4 separate regions of the Mus musculus genome follow, and regions 1, 2 and 4 are each linked to region 3. A link is a contact called in public HiCAR-type, HiChIP or PLAC-seq and Micro-C data. All regions are on one chromosome and are shown on one strand. Each heading gives the region's core, a stretch centred on a gene start, on an enhancer-like site or on the middle of the called end of the contact. The rest is flanking DNA. Distances are from core to core; before and after follow the strand shown.

The links. Hi-C and Micro-C count contacts between places; a contact is called where the count stands out from the background. HiCAR-type assays count read pairs that join an accessible place to other places. HiChIP or PLAC-seq counts read pairs in DNA pulled down with a chosen protein or histone mark.
Region 1: a contact with region 3 is called in a Micro-C map of muscle stem cells, with 4 times the contacts expected there. The contact joins the enhancer-like site here to the promoter of Ppargc1a in region 3. A contact is called at or near these places in 3 of 39 promoter capture datasets (3T3-L1-derived adipocytes and liver), 4 of 484 Hi-C or Micro-C datasets (brown adipocytes, muscle stem cells and myocytes) and 2 of 115 datasets of contacts at active chromatin or transcription factors (hepatocytes and kidney).
Region 2: a contact with region 3 is called in a HiCAR-type map of astrocytes, with 3 times the contacts expected there. The contact joins the promoter of Ccdc149 here to the promoter of Ppargc1a in region 3. A contact is called at or near these places in 2 of 115 datasets of contacts at active chromatin or transcription factors (astrocytes and embryonic midbrain).
Region 4: an H3K4me3 HiChIP or PLAC-seq map of forebrain shows a contact between it and region 3, with 6 times the contacts expected there. The contact joins the enhancer-like site here to the promoter of Ppargc1a in region 3. A contact is called at or near these places in 2 of 39 promoter capture datasets (liver and maxillary cranial neural crest), 9 of 484 Hi-C or Micro-C datasets (LSK cells, cerebellar granule neurons, cerebral cortex and 5 more), 12 of 115 datasets of contacts at active chromatin or transcription factors (astrocytes, cardiomyocytes, craniofacial prominence and 9 more) and 1 of 9 other capture datasets (embryonic stem cells).

Annotation. Positions count from the first base shown.
Region 1 is chr5:51,039,384-51,043,305 of GRCm38.p6, forward strand. No RefSeq gene overlaps it. Among named protein-coding and RNA genes, the nearest start is that of Gm29924, 250 kb to the right of the region's middle. Within about 2 kb of position 1,323, at least 30 of the 459 cell types and tissues checked have an H3K27ac peak or open chromatin away from gene starts, as enhancers often do. A contact at or near this core is called in 3T3-L1-derived adipocytes, brown adipocytes, hepatocytes and 2 more, where this site is marked.
Region 2 is chr5:52,469,649-52,473,204 of GRCm38.p6, forward strand. Ccdc149 (coiled-coil domain containing 149) reads right to left here and starts at 1,930. Exons shown (of 13, transcript NM_001379231.1): 1 at 1,703-1,930. The coding sequence starts at 1,750.
Region 3 is chr5:51,552,125-51,556,036 of GRCm38.p6, forward strand. Ppargc1a (peroxisome proliferative activated receptor, gamma, coactivator 1 alpha) reads right to left here and starts at 1,797. Exons shown (of 13, transcript NM_008904.2): 1 at 1,611-1,797. The coding sequence starts at 1,658.
Region 4 is chr5:52,109,887-52,113,728 of GRCm38.p6, forward strand. It overlaps a transcript of Ppargc1a not described here. Among named protein-coding and RNA genes, the nearest start is that of Gm40302, 19 kb to the right of the region's middle. Within about 2 kb of position 1,300, at least 11 of the 459 cell types and tissues checked have an H3K27ac peak or open chromatin away from gene starts, as enhancers often do. A contact at or near this core is called in cortical neurons and forebrain, where this site is marked.

The DNA.
Region 1 (3,922 bases), core at 73-2,572, 510 kb before region 3:
AAGGCAGATATTTATCCAAGCATAAAAGTAACCTAGGAGGCAAGTTCAGTTGCTAACTGAAAGAGTCCAGGCATATATCTCTGGTCCTCTGCATCTTCCCCTGCTATATGACCATTTCAGTGGGTTACTCTCAAGCTTAAAGGAGATGGACAATCCATGACAGATATTTGGCTTTTAAGCGACACTGAGGAATTTTGTTTCTCCATCACATCTATAGGTAACTCCTTCCATCTACATAGTAACATCTCTTTGGTTGACTATCCTCATCTACAGATTGTGGTTGAGACCGCAGGAGCCCTGTGTTTCCTGAAGCAGCTGCGCCTCCTCCACTCTCTTGTAATTCTGGCTATTGTTCTCTACATGTCTCACTAGGGGCATGCACCAGATGGCAGTGTCCCATTGAGGACAAGGATCCTCCTGGCCTTACCGCTTACTGACCAACTAAGTGACCAGTTGCTTTGCCATCTCTATGTGTGTTACAGGTCAATGGCATTAGCCTTGGGGCCTAGTTGATGTTCAATGTAAAAATAAACACTGGGAGGACTTCTACGCACGTTCTATTCCCCTTCAGTGGCAAAGTGTTTCATTTGCAAGGTCAATTGGAAAAGGTACATATGTAACTGGCGTAGTAAACAAGCACTTCAAATAGGTTTCTGTCAATGTTTACATTTCTACACACTTCAGCAACTACATAAGAGCCTTCCCAGCCGCTCAGACACACACTGCCAGGCACAGAACCACAGGCATTTGTAATTCAGACTCATTACCTATGAGAAGCTCTTCCATAGAACAGACAAATTTCATGGTGTTGACAATAGTAGAACATGATCCTGGTTATGTTATTTATTAACAGTGACCCTTTTTTAATGTGCCAGTGTTGGAATTAATATGTTTTAAAGATTTTACTAGGTCCACTTGTCTTCAGCTAAGAGCTCTAAAAACTCATGATGGCCAAGAGCCTTCCACTGAAAACTGCAATGAATGTTCCTACTATGCTACAGTCCACTGTGTATGCAGTTGTGGAGGTGTTTACCACAGCTACCTTTTAACACGAAGCTGGGAACACTGGAGTTTTTGTTACCTTTATTCATTTATCATCCCAATTTTACTCTAGGCTGCTGCCAGGCTCTTGAAAAGTCTAAGCACGGCTAAGGCACCCTTCTCACTCCGAAGGGCCATAAGTTTAATAAAAGGTTAATGATCAGCGAGAGTTTAAGCTTCTGCTAAGCAAGTGTGCTGCGAGTTCCTGAGCATGTGTGGTGTGTGTGTGTGTGTGTGTGTGTGTGTGTGCTTGCCCACACATTCCTGTCTTTGTTGCTGCTTTGCAAGGAGCTTGTGAGCTGACCGCTGAGTCATTTACACAAGGGCTGTGTGTGCTGTCTGGTGCAGGATTATGATGGCTGAAATGATAGAAAGTTGCTGTGAATTTCTTCCCAAGCCACACATCATCCGGGATTGCCAAGTTGAAAAAAAATTATAACCGAAGTAGATTTCCTCTTGTCACCTTTTCTCTCCTTGATTCTTACTTGCCCTTTACTCTGTCCTGAGCTACCCTGCAGCCTCTGACCAGGGGCAGTCATGTGCCCTCTGGTGACCTCTAAGGCCTCAGAGGAATCTGATTTTCCTACAGACGGCTGCCAGCTTGGTCTTGGGAATCCGATCCACTCTTGGATCTTTTGCAGGCTCCACAGTGGCATTTCAGAGTAGGCGCCATCCAGATCTCTGCCTCGCTTGTGCCCCAATATGTACAAGGACACTGCCTTGGCATTTCAAAGACCAGCACTGCCCCTGGGGAGGCTTGCTGTCCCCAGCAGTCCAGATGCCAACACCAGCACAAGTGCAATGAAGAAACAGCTTAGTGGGTGGCCGGGCCAGTTGAGTCCCTGTGGTGCCTATTAGAACAGAGTATGGCGACATAGCCCAGTTTAAGCTCAGCTGGATAACTGCCTGAGATTTAGTAAAGCGGGGCTCCCAAACGTGTTCTTCTTTTTTCCCAAAGTGTTAAGGATTGTGCTTCTGTACGAGACAGAAGAAATGGAGTAGACCTAGAAATGCTGGCTCCCTGTGACATTGTGATTTTGAGGAGAATGCAGAGGTAACCTAATGATTGGCCATTTCCAGAACTCATATGAGCTGAGATGGAGCCTGGAAATCTGCATTGTTTCAAAACGCAAGGCATGTTTTTCTGAGGCAGCCTGGGAATCATGACTTAAAATTTCTTCCTGACTCAAAACAGTATTAGTCTGCTATTTCCAGGAGGCCAAACCTAAGAGCAGCCTACAAGGTCACATGAGAAGACAGGAGGAGGGCCAGGCCGGACCTTAGTTCTCTTGGCAACTTGTCCACGGCCTGTTCTCCATTCTGAGCTGACTCAGACCCAGCCCAGTGCATGCCATATGAGCTTCAAAGGGCAGGTGATGACTGCGCTCCTTGTGGCCAAGGCAGATGGGTGCTTACAAAGCTTTTAGGAGGCTCTGAAAATAACAGTCATTGTCAAGAGAGCTGCAAAAGGGGAACCAGAGGGAAAAGGAACCAGGAGTCAGGGACTGAAACGATAAAACAATACACAGTGCTAAAAATGTATGGAGATAACAAAGAGTTAGTCAGAGAGGCAGGCATGGCTAGGTTCTTTGTTGAGTCATGCCCATGATCATTCAACATTAGTCGTGGAACTGGAGAAACTAGCCAGGCAGAGGTTTATTTGGAGAAAGGGGTAGACTCACCTCTTTTAATTCTACAAGAAGGTAAAGGTCATAAGGTGGGGAGGCAGAGGAATGGTCATATGCAAATAGCACTGAGCTACCCTGTAAAGTACTTAGGTTTTCTAATTAACCCGCTTGGGGGAAAAAAATGTATCTCTAAGTCATCGTCAAGATGTAAAGCCAAAGAGAAAACTCAAACTACCTTTGAGTTGCTGAGCATGTGAGCTATACCAGACAGACTTTTGCTGTCTGTCCCCTGGAAACAGTGAAAGTGACATTGAAGTCTTGGGAGGGGTCTCCACATATATTCATTCATTCACGTTTGATAACATGCAAAGGTATAATACTCTCCTTCTATATGAAAGAGGAGACTCTGCCCCGTCACCCTGAGCACGGTGGGCGGTGGTAAGGCAGATGCAAAAGGTGACTGCAGTACTGATGGTATGCTATATAGGTAGGCTTTCTTCTGTCTGGGCCTCACTATTCTTATCTGTAAAGTGGAGCAGCCTGCTCTCCCTAACCTCACAGTTACTATGGGGTAGGGGTGTCAAATGTCTTACTCCTTATAAGGTGACTCTAAGCACTGTCTCATTTAAGAATTTCAGTGAATGGGATTATCCTGGAAGCAGAAGGACTCAAGGTAGATTCTCCAGTACTCACTCAGGTTTTATTATTATTATTCAAATTTTTATTAGATATTTTCTTCATTTGCATTTCAAATGGTAGCCTGAAAGTCCCCTATAACCTCCCCCTACCCTGCTCCCCTTCCCACCCACTCCTACTTCTTGGCCCTGGCGTTCCCCTGTACGGGGGCATATAAAGTTTGCAATACCAAGGGGCCTCTCTTCCCAGTGATGGCCAACTAGGCCATCTTCTGCTACATATGCAGCTAGAGACATGAGCCCTGGGGATACTGGTTAGTTCATATTGTTGTTCCACCTATAGGGTTGCAGTTCCCTTTAGCTCCTTGGGTACTTTCTATAGCTCCTCCATTGGGGGCCCTAGTCACCTATTGGATGGGTCATTCACGTTTTAAAAAGCAGCAGGATGGTGGTGTATGCTTTTAATACTAGTGCTGAGGAGGAAGAGACAAAGCAGGGACTGCAGAGAGCCCTGATGATCATTAGTTAGTTAGCTAACCTAGCCTCCTTTGAACTCCAAGTCAGCAAGATACCCTGTTTCAAATACAATAATAAATATATAAGCAAAAAATTAAATTA
Region 2 (3,556 bases), core at 680-3,179, 920 kb after region 3:
CATCTTTATAGCACAATTGCATGGTTCTTGTATGTTATAACATCAACAAGACTTTGGGATGGGTGAGACAACTTTTAAAAGACCCATTTCAGGATCCATGGGCTTACTTAGCCAACTTTTATCGATTACCTTCTGTAGATGGAGCTCAAATTATAGGCTTTGGAGAGCCAATTAAAAACCAGTCTAGCTAGAATCTCACTACCATGCAACGTGGTCAGTCCAAATAAACACCTGGCACTGGGCGGCACCCTGAAGGGACACCTGGTACAATTTAGCTTTGATTATAGTCCCTTTCTCAAGATGTTTTTCATTGTTTATTGAGTGGCTTTCTTCCCAGACTATACTAGTAAACATCATGTGTTTTCTGAAGGCAGGAGGTGCTGAAGTGTCTCCTGAGTTGGGGACCACTGCATTCTAAGAGCAGAAGAGTGTAAGTAACTTCTTGTTTATTGTTTATTGTTTATTTGTTTATTTGTTTGGAGGGAGAGCTTTGAACCCGCTATGCAGCAGAGGATGGCTTTGGTTGGACTCCTGATCCTCCTGCCTCTACCTCTACCAAGAGCTGGGACCACAGGCGTGCATCCCCATGGCCAGGTAGTGTGCTTGATTTGGAATGACCATTCTCAACACAGATCTACCTGAACAAGAATACCGTACCTTCTAAGTCAGCACCCACTCCTGGACTTCCATGGAGAACCCACCCCCACCTTCATCATCTTTTACTGCTATAGATGATTCTGGATGGGCCCAGAGATGAGATTCCCAGTGGATATATTCCTTGACACAAAGCCTGATAGAGAAGATAACCTGACAGAGAAGATAGAGCTGGGCCGTGGGCCGAGACATAACCCCTTCCAGTGCTAGACCAATGTTTGAAGGAACTAAACTAAGTGGCTCTAAGTGGTGGAGTTCATTGCTCTACACACACTGGGTGTTAAGTGGCTAGATAATGGAGGAGCCGTCCATACAGGTGAGGGAGGTGAATTGGTAGCTTGCTAGGGGAAGGAAGACATCAGGATCCCTCTCACCTGGAGAAGCTAGCTGCCTGACCCGAGCCAACCAACTGGGTGGATCAGAGAGAAGGCAGCCTAAGAGTCTGAAAGCTTCCTTCTGGCCCATTCACAGGGGAGGGCGTGGAGTTGTCTATATCCACAGGTCACATCACCTCTGTACCTGTCTCATTTTCCTTTGAGAAATGAATGGTTTCACTACCTCACAGCACATAGTAGGTGCGGGAAACAGGAGCTCAGAGAGTGGAGTAAGTGAACGCATGAACCAACCATTGCAAGGATGCCAAACTCTTTCACTTAAACCGCTGCTCCAAGTCATTGCACCTGCCCAGTTGTTACCCAAGGGCCCGGATGGTCCCTCAGGCGTCACCTTTTCAGCATCGGGAATCATCCAATCGCTTGCCTCCATAACAGTGGTGACTAGGCAGGCAGGTGGGGCTTGGCTCTTTCCCCTCCCGGATCCCAGGGCTTCTCAGTCTCTCCAATCCTAGGCCAAACGCTGGCGAGCGAAAGGCCCCTCCCCAAAGCCTGGCACCAGATGGTGCGGGCGACCGCGGCTCCCCCGCAGGCCCGAACGTGAGGGGTGGACCGTGCACCTGCAGGTCCTGCCGCGGCCACCTGCTACCCGGGCTCACAGGGCTTGGGGACCTGCTGCAGCGGCTCAGGAGGCCGATCCGGAGCCCCGGCCTCACCTCGCTCACCAGCCCCTGCCAGTCGCTCTCGGTCCGATCGCCGTCCATGTCCCCTCCTGCGTGCGCGGGCGGGCTGCACAACCGCCTCCCTTCTCCTCCTCCTGCTCCTGTCGCCGCCGCCGCCGCCGCCACCCCGGCCCCGCGCAGCCCGGAGAGGGCCAGGAACCTCCGAGCCTCCGCGCCGCCGCCTCCCGCGGCTGCCCGCGCCGCTGCCTCCACGTCAGCCTCCGCGGAGGAAGGGGAGGAGGAGCCGGGCCCCAACCACTGCCCTACAGTGGCTCGGGGCCGGTGCCAGCCGCGGCACCCCGGGGACCCCAGGCCACCAGCTGTGTCTCCTAGGGAAGGAAGGGACTCTGCATGTGAACCATCACATAACCCCAGACTCCAGCATTCCCAGGCCTGTGGTGAGGGAGGGAGGCTGGCGAACAGGTGGGTGTCATCCCCAGGTCGAGAAGCCAAACTCCTCCATCCAGCCATCCCCTGCCAGGTCAGGCCTCTACCATTGAAACTGAAGCTCCACCAAGGAAGGGCCCTTCTTTCCCCTGAGTACACATTGGAGCAACCTTGGCACGCAGTAGATGCTCTACATCTTTTGGTCGAGCGTATGAATGAAGCTCACCATACTGTACATACATTATACTGATTTTTAAAGCGACCAACATTTCTTTTTAAGTATCTGATGTCGTACTAGAACGCAAGTACAAAGTTTGAAAATAAAACTCTAAATTCTGAATAGGGCCAAAAAGCTTGGTGGTGGGATTTAGCATGAGTTAAGAGAGGAGCCAGCTGAAGATTGTGCTATTCAGGGCTCTGTGTAGAAGAGGAGGTGGAAAGGCTGCAAAGAGATGTCAGAGATGGTGGGTGACTTCGAGGAAACAGTTTGCAAGCACAACAGGGCTCATATGGACTCTCAAAACACACACAAGCCCAAGTCAGACACAAAAATGAGAAGAGACATGGCCGCAAAGTCTCACCCCTAACCAAGAAGCGACTTGCAACTGATAGCTTCTGGGAGAGGGAAAATCCGTTTTCTTAACAGAGTGATATTTCAAACACACGGCAAGGCAGGCCCCGTGTTCAGTCCTAGTCAGCCAACACAATAGAACGTCACGGATTTTTTTAAATGCTTTTGTTTGTTTTGGTTTTTATGAGAGAGAAAAAATAAGAAGTTGGGGGTGAAGAGAAGGGGCCTAGGAGGTCTTGAAGAAGAGGAAAGAATATAAGAATATTTAAAATATATTGTATAAAATTTTCAAAAAAAAAAACTTTCTAAAGATAATTCCATGAAACTTTCATGGGAAAGGAAGACTAGAGACCTCCAGAGGGAACCTCAGATGAATGCTATGTGATCCCCGCCCCCACATAGTTGCCAACAGAAAGCTTTCCATACTTGGGGAAACTCAGCTTGTATAAAGGAGTAGGTGGCCTGAGAAGTTGGTAAGTCCATTTGGCAGCTGTAGAAACCTCACGGCCACCATGGATTTACATTGTCAGTTCCTGCTGAGAGCGGGTCAGTTCTGTGACATGGAAGCTGGGTGCTGAAAAGTGGAGAAGCGGCCTTGGCCCCAGCATGCTACATGATGAGAATGGGAAAGGCCGAGCTCTGTTCTTCCCTTCTCTTCTGTGTTTCCAAAATCTTTCCATTATCTCTCATCCTGGGCTCTTCATCATTTGATCTGCTTTGCCCAAGCAACGTTTACAAATGTATTATAATAATCAAGTCATTAAGCGTCTTTGGGGGCAGGGCTTAATTTTGCATAGTACTCATGGGGACCTGTGAGCACCTCCATGAAAGCAGTCCCGGAATGGCTTAATGGATGTCACTGGACTCCCTAGACAGACGGACACCAACCA
Region 3 (3,912 bases), core at 547-3,046:
GAAAGAACAAACTTAAAGCCATGGTTATAAATGGCTATGGCGTTTATTTGCAAACAATCACAGGAATTCTGACTAAGGCAAATCTTCCTCATCTCCTTTAGATCACAGCTCTTCAGTCTCTGAGCAGTTTCGGAACGATCCAAGAGGTAAAAATGAAAGTGATTCGAAGAGAGCTATGGTGCCAGCCAGACAACCACCCACGGGTTACGCTGGCTACTCCAACAATTAGGACTTTGAATCCACTTAGAACTCTGACTTCAATAGCCAAGGGACACATGAATTATCTATATCTATTCTGCCTTGCCAAGAAATCACAAGATAACAATAATTATAACCTGCAAATCCGATCTGCCAAAGCCTAGGGAAAGCAAACGGAGCCAACATCTGCAGACCCAGCAAAGAGTTAAGGACCCAGGGCACGCCTGGCTAGATAGGAAAAATGCATTCGCAGGCGGCCTCGCCAAATCATTTTCACTTTAGATGTGTATCACTGCACCACACGGACATCTTATTTAATCAAATCACGTGTGGCACTTGACCCTCCCCCTTACCCTACGTGCCCCCGCTACCGGGAGGAAGCACCATTGTTAGTTAGCAGCTCCGATCCTCCGCGCAATTCAATTCGGGTCCATCTCACCAGAGTCCACAAAAGTTTCACTTGTTTTCCAACTTGCTCAAACTTTCCCCGAGAACATTCCATTGTACTGAATGCAAACACGCTGAAGTCCTCTGGCCCCAGCTAGACTCCAGAGATTACGGGGAAACTGCTTGTGTTTTTTCCTCCCCTGTATGAATTGTAGCCAGCAGAGACTGTGGAATTGATGTATTGCGGTCTATTTTTACACAAGCAGTGAGCTGCTCCACACACGGTCTGCATAAACTCCATTCTCTCCCGGCTTCAGGCAGCTCTCCGTGGTAGAGAGATTTAACCGTTCGGTTTCTCGCCACAGAAGCAAACAGAAAGCTTTGGTCTCTTAAGGCTGGGATTTTTTTTTTTTTTTTTAACTCGCTAGCCAACCCTTTCAGCCGCACACAAGTGTTTTAAAGGAAACAGCACTGTCGTTTTGTGTTCTGTGGGAAAAGCAACCTAACTCAGACCCAGCAGGAATATTTAGGGTCTTGTAAATTCTCTGTTTAATGAACAGAGAGAGGAGGGCGGAAAAGATAAATCCTGACGAGAGTCAAAACGGACTCTCTTTTTAACACAATTCATTTTAATGTTTATCTTCATTTTCTTATAAATAGAAATGGCATTTTTCCAAGCAGGCCACTGAACACTGGAAAGACTTCAGCTCCTGATTCATATCAATATCTTAGAGCATAAATATTGCATATGAGTAGAAACAGAGCCAAAGGCACATGGAAAGAGTTTCTAACTGCTACAGATACTGATGACAGCAGCTAAGCTTTGATTTGCTCAAGGCATCTCCGAGCCACCTTAAAATAGCAAACTTATTGGAGTTAAGATAAGATGGAGATTTCCCCCTCCAAAAGCTCCCGCTGAGCCACTTTCTATGTCCCCTCCTCTCCCCTAGCCCATCCCCCCCCCCCTCCAGGAATCATTGCATCTGAGAGAAGCTCCGGTCCTGCAATACTCAGCCCCAGCTCACCTCTATGTCACTCCATACAGAGTCTTGGCTGCACATGTCCCAAGCCATCCAGCTCCCGAATGACGCCAGTCAAGCTTTTTCAACTCCAATCCACTCTGACACACAGCACACACTCATGCAGGCAACCAGCCCCTTACTGAGAGTGAACTGAAGGCACCTGTCTTACTACAGTCCCCAGTCACATGACAAAGCTATTAAAAAGTAGGCTGGGCTGTCACTCACCCAGCCTCCCTTCTCCTGTGCAAGCTTGCTGCACAAACTCCTGACGTCACTCCAAGGCAGCCCTCTGCCTCAGTGAAGTAACGCTTAGAGAGAGAGGAAAAAAAAAATAGAAGAAAGAAAAGGAAACACTTGGCCTTTGGGAGGCTTCAAGCATCACACTGTGACTGAAGCCAGCTTTGAATGCCACCAACTCTAAACCGGAGCCCTGCTCACATAATAACTCAAATCTCCTGCAATCTTTTTTTTTTAAATTTATTTTCCATCCAAAACAGGCAAATAGCAAAGATCCCCTGTTACTGACACAGTAACTACACCCTTGCCTAAAATGTGTGTGCTTTAAGAAATGGTTTCCAAGTAGCCCCAGACTCAGCTTGGAACTGAAGCAAGCGCTCCTCATGTGATACATTTTCATGAGATTCTTTTTTTTCCCTCCCTATTAGAGGAGTGTTTGAAGGCAACACCCCCGATTTTCTTTCTCTCTCTCCTTTCTTTCCTTCCTTCCTTCCTTCCTTTCTTCCTTTCTTCCTTCCTTCCTTCCTTTCTTTCTTTCTTTCTTTGTTTCTTTCTTTCTTTCTTTCTTTCTTTCTTTCTTTCTTTCTTTCTTTCTTTCTTTCCATGTTTAGTCAACAAAACCGCCACATTTGTTTAGGTCTAAACAAATTTCTCTACCCCAAATCAGCTGTCTCCTTGGCAGTAGAGAATGCAGTCTCCTAAACTGTTACTGCAGTTTGCCTTGCTCCTTGTAAAGCAAGCAAGCCACAACACCCTAGACTCTTGGGTTCCCCCTCATGATTCTTTCCGTGGATCTCATAGGCTCCCAGAAAACAAATGCTAGAAAATACAATTGCTGCTGCCATCCCTGAAACAGCTTAGCTACTCACCTGCCCCCACCCCTTATTTCTTTTCTCATATGTAGCACAGTCTTCCTCATGGCTTCAGGGTGCCTTTTTGAATAAACATTGGACTCCAACCCTAGTGCCTTGGGCTGTACAGTTTGTTTTTGAAATCAAGAATGTCCAGGGAATGAAGGAAAAACACTGAAATGGTATCAGCAGAGATACTCATTTCTTGAGCTTTGCTTACTAATACTTTTTTGTCGTTCCTGAGTCAATGAGGGGTAATGCAGGTGCCACTGTTTTTCCTGTGACATTACAGACAGAGGACATAACCAACTCTCAGCACTTTCCATAACACTTGGGTGCTCAGACTTAACCCTTCCAGGCCCAGTGAGAAATGCACAGGGGACCTTTGAAAACATATTTTCACAATACCTCAAACCCCACAGACTCAAAAACCAGCTCATTTCCTTTACTTGACAGTAATTTAGAAGAAGAAAAAAGTCCCTATGCATCTAAATATAATTTATAAAGCACCATTCATTTAAACTCCTATTCCACTGAGGTTAATTTAATGTGCTCTTTATTTTCTCTCCCCTTAGAAGGAAAACATTGGTGACTTCTCTCAGTCTGACTTTATATAGTCAGTTACTAATACAGTAAAGTGAAAGAAAGAAATGCAGCGAGCGTGCACACACACACACACACACACACACACACACACACACACACACACACACAAAGCCCACAAGCTTGCTGTTTGCTTCAGACCCCGTATAAGGGGTCTGTTTGCTTGGATGTCCACAACTAGTAGACAGGGAATATGGTAATGAAATCGACAGTTTGTCAATAAGTGAACAGAACAAGATGGCCAACAGCTTTGACATTCTAAATTAGGTGAATATACTTCACTGCTACAACTGTCCTCTTCCAAACATCAGAAAGGTATTATTCATTTAATTTTCTAATTCAGAGAGAGAGAGAGACAACCCTGGGATCATTTTCTACATGCAATTAGTAGCCTTACTCTGTACTCCCACAAAGAAACACTAATTTTTCTTGCCAATTAGATTTTTACTTAATGTAAAACTTCAGTAAACTATTAAAATTCAGGACAAAGGTCATGGGCTCTACTTTCCACACAGTCAACTGTGAAATAATGCTGGCCACTTAGCTATAAAGAGTCGATGTTTATTCATCATTATCAAGCAATCCTGGCATCCTGATGGTAACTGATACTTTGG
Region 4 (3,842 bases), core at 50-2,549, 560 kb after region 3:
GGGAATAACAAGACAAGGCTCTACCCCGTGTTGTTATGGAGACTAAAGGAGTCATACCGGTGTAAAGTGTTTGAAACAGCATTTTAAAAAAAAAGTAGTAGCCACAATCAAAATCCTGTGATCTTGTGTCTATAGAAATTTATAAAGGTGCAGGATATTTTCAAACCAAAGCTACCAAGAGGAAGCTCATCTTACCGGAAGACCGTGGCAACCGATGTATGTCCCGACAAGTCTTTCTTTTTGTTACTGTGCACTGTGTCATGTATGTGTAAACAGACATACATCATACATGGGTGAGTATGCTCATGTGTGCATGCAGAAGCTAAAAGACAGCCTCGGGTATCACGCTCACCAGCACCATCATCACTACTGTCAACACTGTTCCAGAGTTCACTCACTAAGCTGAACTGGCTATGCTGTGAGCCCCAGGCAGCTTCCTGTCTCTGCATCCACAGTATGCCACCATGCCTGTGATGTTTACGTAGGTGCTGGAAATGGAAGTAGATTCCTCCCAGTTGCAAGCCTTAGGTACATCTCTATGGATCTAAACACTGTCATCACTTTAAGAATTGTGGAATAGTCGGAAAGAAAGCATACATATATTCAATTCTACCTGGTGTTTCCTGCTTTGTCTATCTCTATTCCCAGAACTAATGCCAAGCTTCTCCTACTCCTACCAAAAACAAAAGAACAGACAGACGTGTTCAACAACTTACCTACCTATCTTCTGTAATGAGCCTGTATTAAAACTTCTACGTTGCTAGACAAGATGAAGTGCAAAGAGCCCCAAGCACTGAATAACAAAAACTATAGAGCCAAATTCAACAGGAACCCTGCCTGCTCTGCAAAGATGCATCTGGGCTGTTCTTCCAGGGAGGCCATTTTCTATTGAAAGCTCAGAGGTTGATGGTGCAGGAGGCAAAAGAAAGTTAAAATGCATAGTCACACCAGATAGTGATGCATCTTTCACAAACTTGGGGGTTAAGCTACCAGGGAACCAAGGAACTGTCCGATCAGGTGAGGAAAGTCAGATGTCAGGCCTCTCTGGGACACCCACGCAATCAGCTAATTGGCTTCATTTTTCACTTTCAACTGATTGATTCTGTATCATACAGACCTGGCCTGCTTCGATCTGGGCTGACATAGTGGCAACTAATAAGGTGACCCAGGTCCTAAAAGCAAGCAGATAATGGCCAAGGATGGAGCCTGACCGCTTAAACAACTCCAGGGGAGAAGCCCAGGCTGAAAGGCAAAACATAAAAAGAGAAAGCTGAGGGCTGGAAGCTTGCTCTGCTGCCATCCCTAGGCGTGAAACTGTAAATTAAAGAACGGGCTGCCGTCTGCTGCACTGAGCCAAAGCAGACACATCTCACAGATACACTTTAATTGGGGGTTTCATTCTAACTGAAACAGGTTCCTCCTCAGCAGATGCTTCCCCCCCCCACACACACACACACACTCCACTCCTGCCCACACACACACACACACACACACACACACACACACTTGTGGTTTGTTTTGCACATTGGAAAGCCCATGCAAAAATACCTGCAGCATGGTCTCAGAAACAGGATGGAATCTCCCAGTTTCTAAATGGCAACAGATGTAGTTTCGGCTCTAATACACATTAGACTCTTTCTCTCTCTCTCTCTCTCTCTCTCTCTCTCTCTAAAAAAAAAAAAATCAACAAGCCACCCCCTCCAGCTTCAATAAATGTCACAAAATAACTAAATTCTTTCCTTTCCACGATGATCCGTAGCTGGAGTATTTTTAATGTCTGTTTATTTGCTTGTTTTTGTTTGCCTGGTTTTTATAAGTGAATAAATGACTCGCTACTTTCCAGATTTTCCATCTCGTCCTATTTTTCAACCCCTTGTTTATAATGAACGGTGTCATAATCGTGCTTCTTGTGAAAACGAAAGAAATCAAACAGCCTTGGGATTCCAGGAAAGGAGGTTCTTAGTAGACATGCCTGCCTGCTATTGATGTTGTAAAAAGGTTCCTTTTACATGGTATTAGATGTTGAGAGCACATCATATTGATCTAGAAATAAAAAGCTTGATTTTTTTTAGTACAGCCAACCCTTACCTTCATAAGCACTTTATAACACTAAGAAGTGGGTTTTATTTTTAATTGAGGTAAACAAATTACACTTGAAGAACGATGCTATTTTTAGGGAATGAAGGGTTTGTACGCTTTTTTGGCAGCAATTCAGGTAAAATCATGAATAAGTCTCACTCTTTCAAATTTTGGCCCAGGCCTCTCTCCCCAAGTCAACGCTGCCTGAATCCTGGGATAAAATGTGAAACTATTGCCTTTGTTTTCTCCTTGTCCTCCGTAGGAACAGTAGTTGCAAGCAGTTTTCGTAGTCATTTGCCCATGCTCAGATGCTGAAAGGGCAAACTGGAGCTCAGCAAGGCCTAATGCACACGCTGTATAATTCTCCTTCCTTGAAAATGGTGACGGTGGCTGAGCCGGAAACCTCAAGTCTCCTAAGGCAACGCTCGCCAGCACTTCCCACCGGACAAGCAGAGCTAGGGTAGTGACCGCCCCTTCCTCTAACAATGCTTGTCTTTCGTTTGTTTCTGCACTTTATCTTAAAGTTCATACCGTACCACTGGTGGAAGAAATCAATACTTCAAATCATCTGCTCTCCCCGCCAGCCAATTTCTCTGCACTCAGGTTAGCTCGCTCCCCAGTACCAGTCTGTGAGCTAATCACCATCCACAGAGCAGCACCAGCTGCTTTTTCAGACATTCTTGCCATTTTCTTAGCAACGCGAGTGCCCCTTTCTAGAAGAAAGATGTTGTCTTTGAGGGAGATGCTTTTTCCTAATCAACTTAAACTAACTTTACCCGAAGAGAAGCCAATAGTTTGCCTCTTTCGAAAAGGATCCCTCTTCAAGGTTCTCATCTTTTTCAGGTTTCCCAACCTGACCCTACGAACCTGCCTGGCACCCCTGCCCCGACCCTGACGCCCACCAACTCGGGCTGCCAAGGAGTTTGCACGTGACTGCCCATCTTGCGAAACAAGGCCCTGCCCTCGTCTCTTCCAAGCTCTTGGACTCCTTTCCTGTCTCCTTAAAGATGCTGCGAAGCCTCCCGTGGCTCTAGAGCGGCGTTGCTGAGCGCCTGGCGACACCCACCGGGTCTCCCTTCTCTCTTCTTCCCGAAGAATAGCAAGCAGTCGAGTTTCTGCTCCCTGCGGTGTTGGTCGGAGCCACTTGCCCGGAAACTTAGCCTAAAGCATTCCGGTCCAGGACTGGGAGGCGCGGCGCTGCCGAGGAATCCCCTACAGCCCCCAGGGCTGGTGGCGGGTGTGTGCTTCAAGCCTCAGGTCCGCGCCTCTGTCCTCAAAGGCGAGCTGGGGTTGGTTTCTGACTCATCGACAGCCACACGCGCGTCATACACCACACACACACACACACACACACACACACACACACACACACACACACACACACACACACACACACACAGAGGCGCGCTCACGCAGGCTCCTGGAGACTGGAGTTTGCCAAGCCGGAGGGGTCCGTGGCTTTCGGCAAGGACAGGCGTGGAGAGAGTACCCGGAACCTGCCGTGCGGGGTGTGGTAGATGGTAGAAAAGCCTCGGGGCTCTCACAACCTGCAGCCAGGGCGCCCCCTTGACCCCAGCCGTGTCTCTCCAGGGTCCCCCAACTCCACCAGCAGCGCGACCACCTCGGCAGCTCCCCGCAAGTTTCCGGTCGCAGGCGGGCCTGCTCTCTCCCGCCGCTCTGCGCCCCGCGACCTGCCGGCTGATCTGGGGGCGGCCCGGCGCCCCATCGCAGCAGCGGCCGGCCGGCTGGCGGGATCTTGTGGC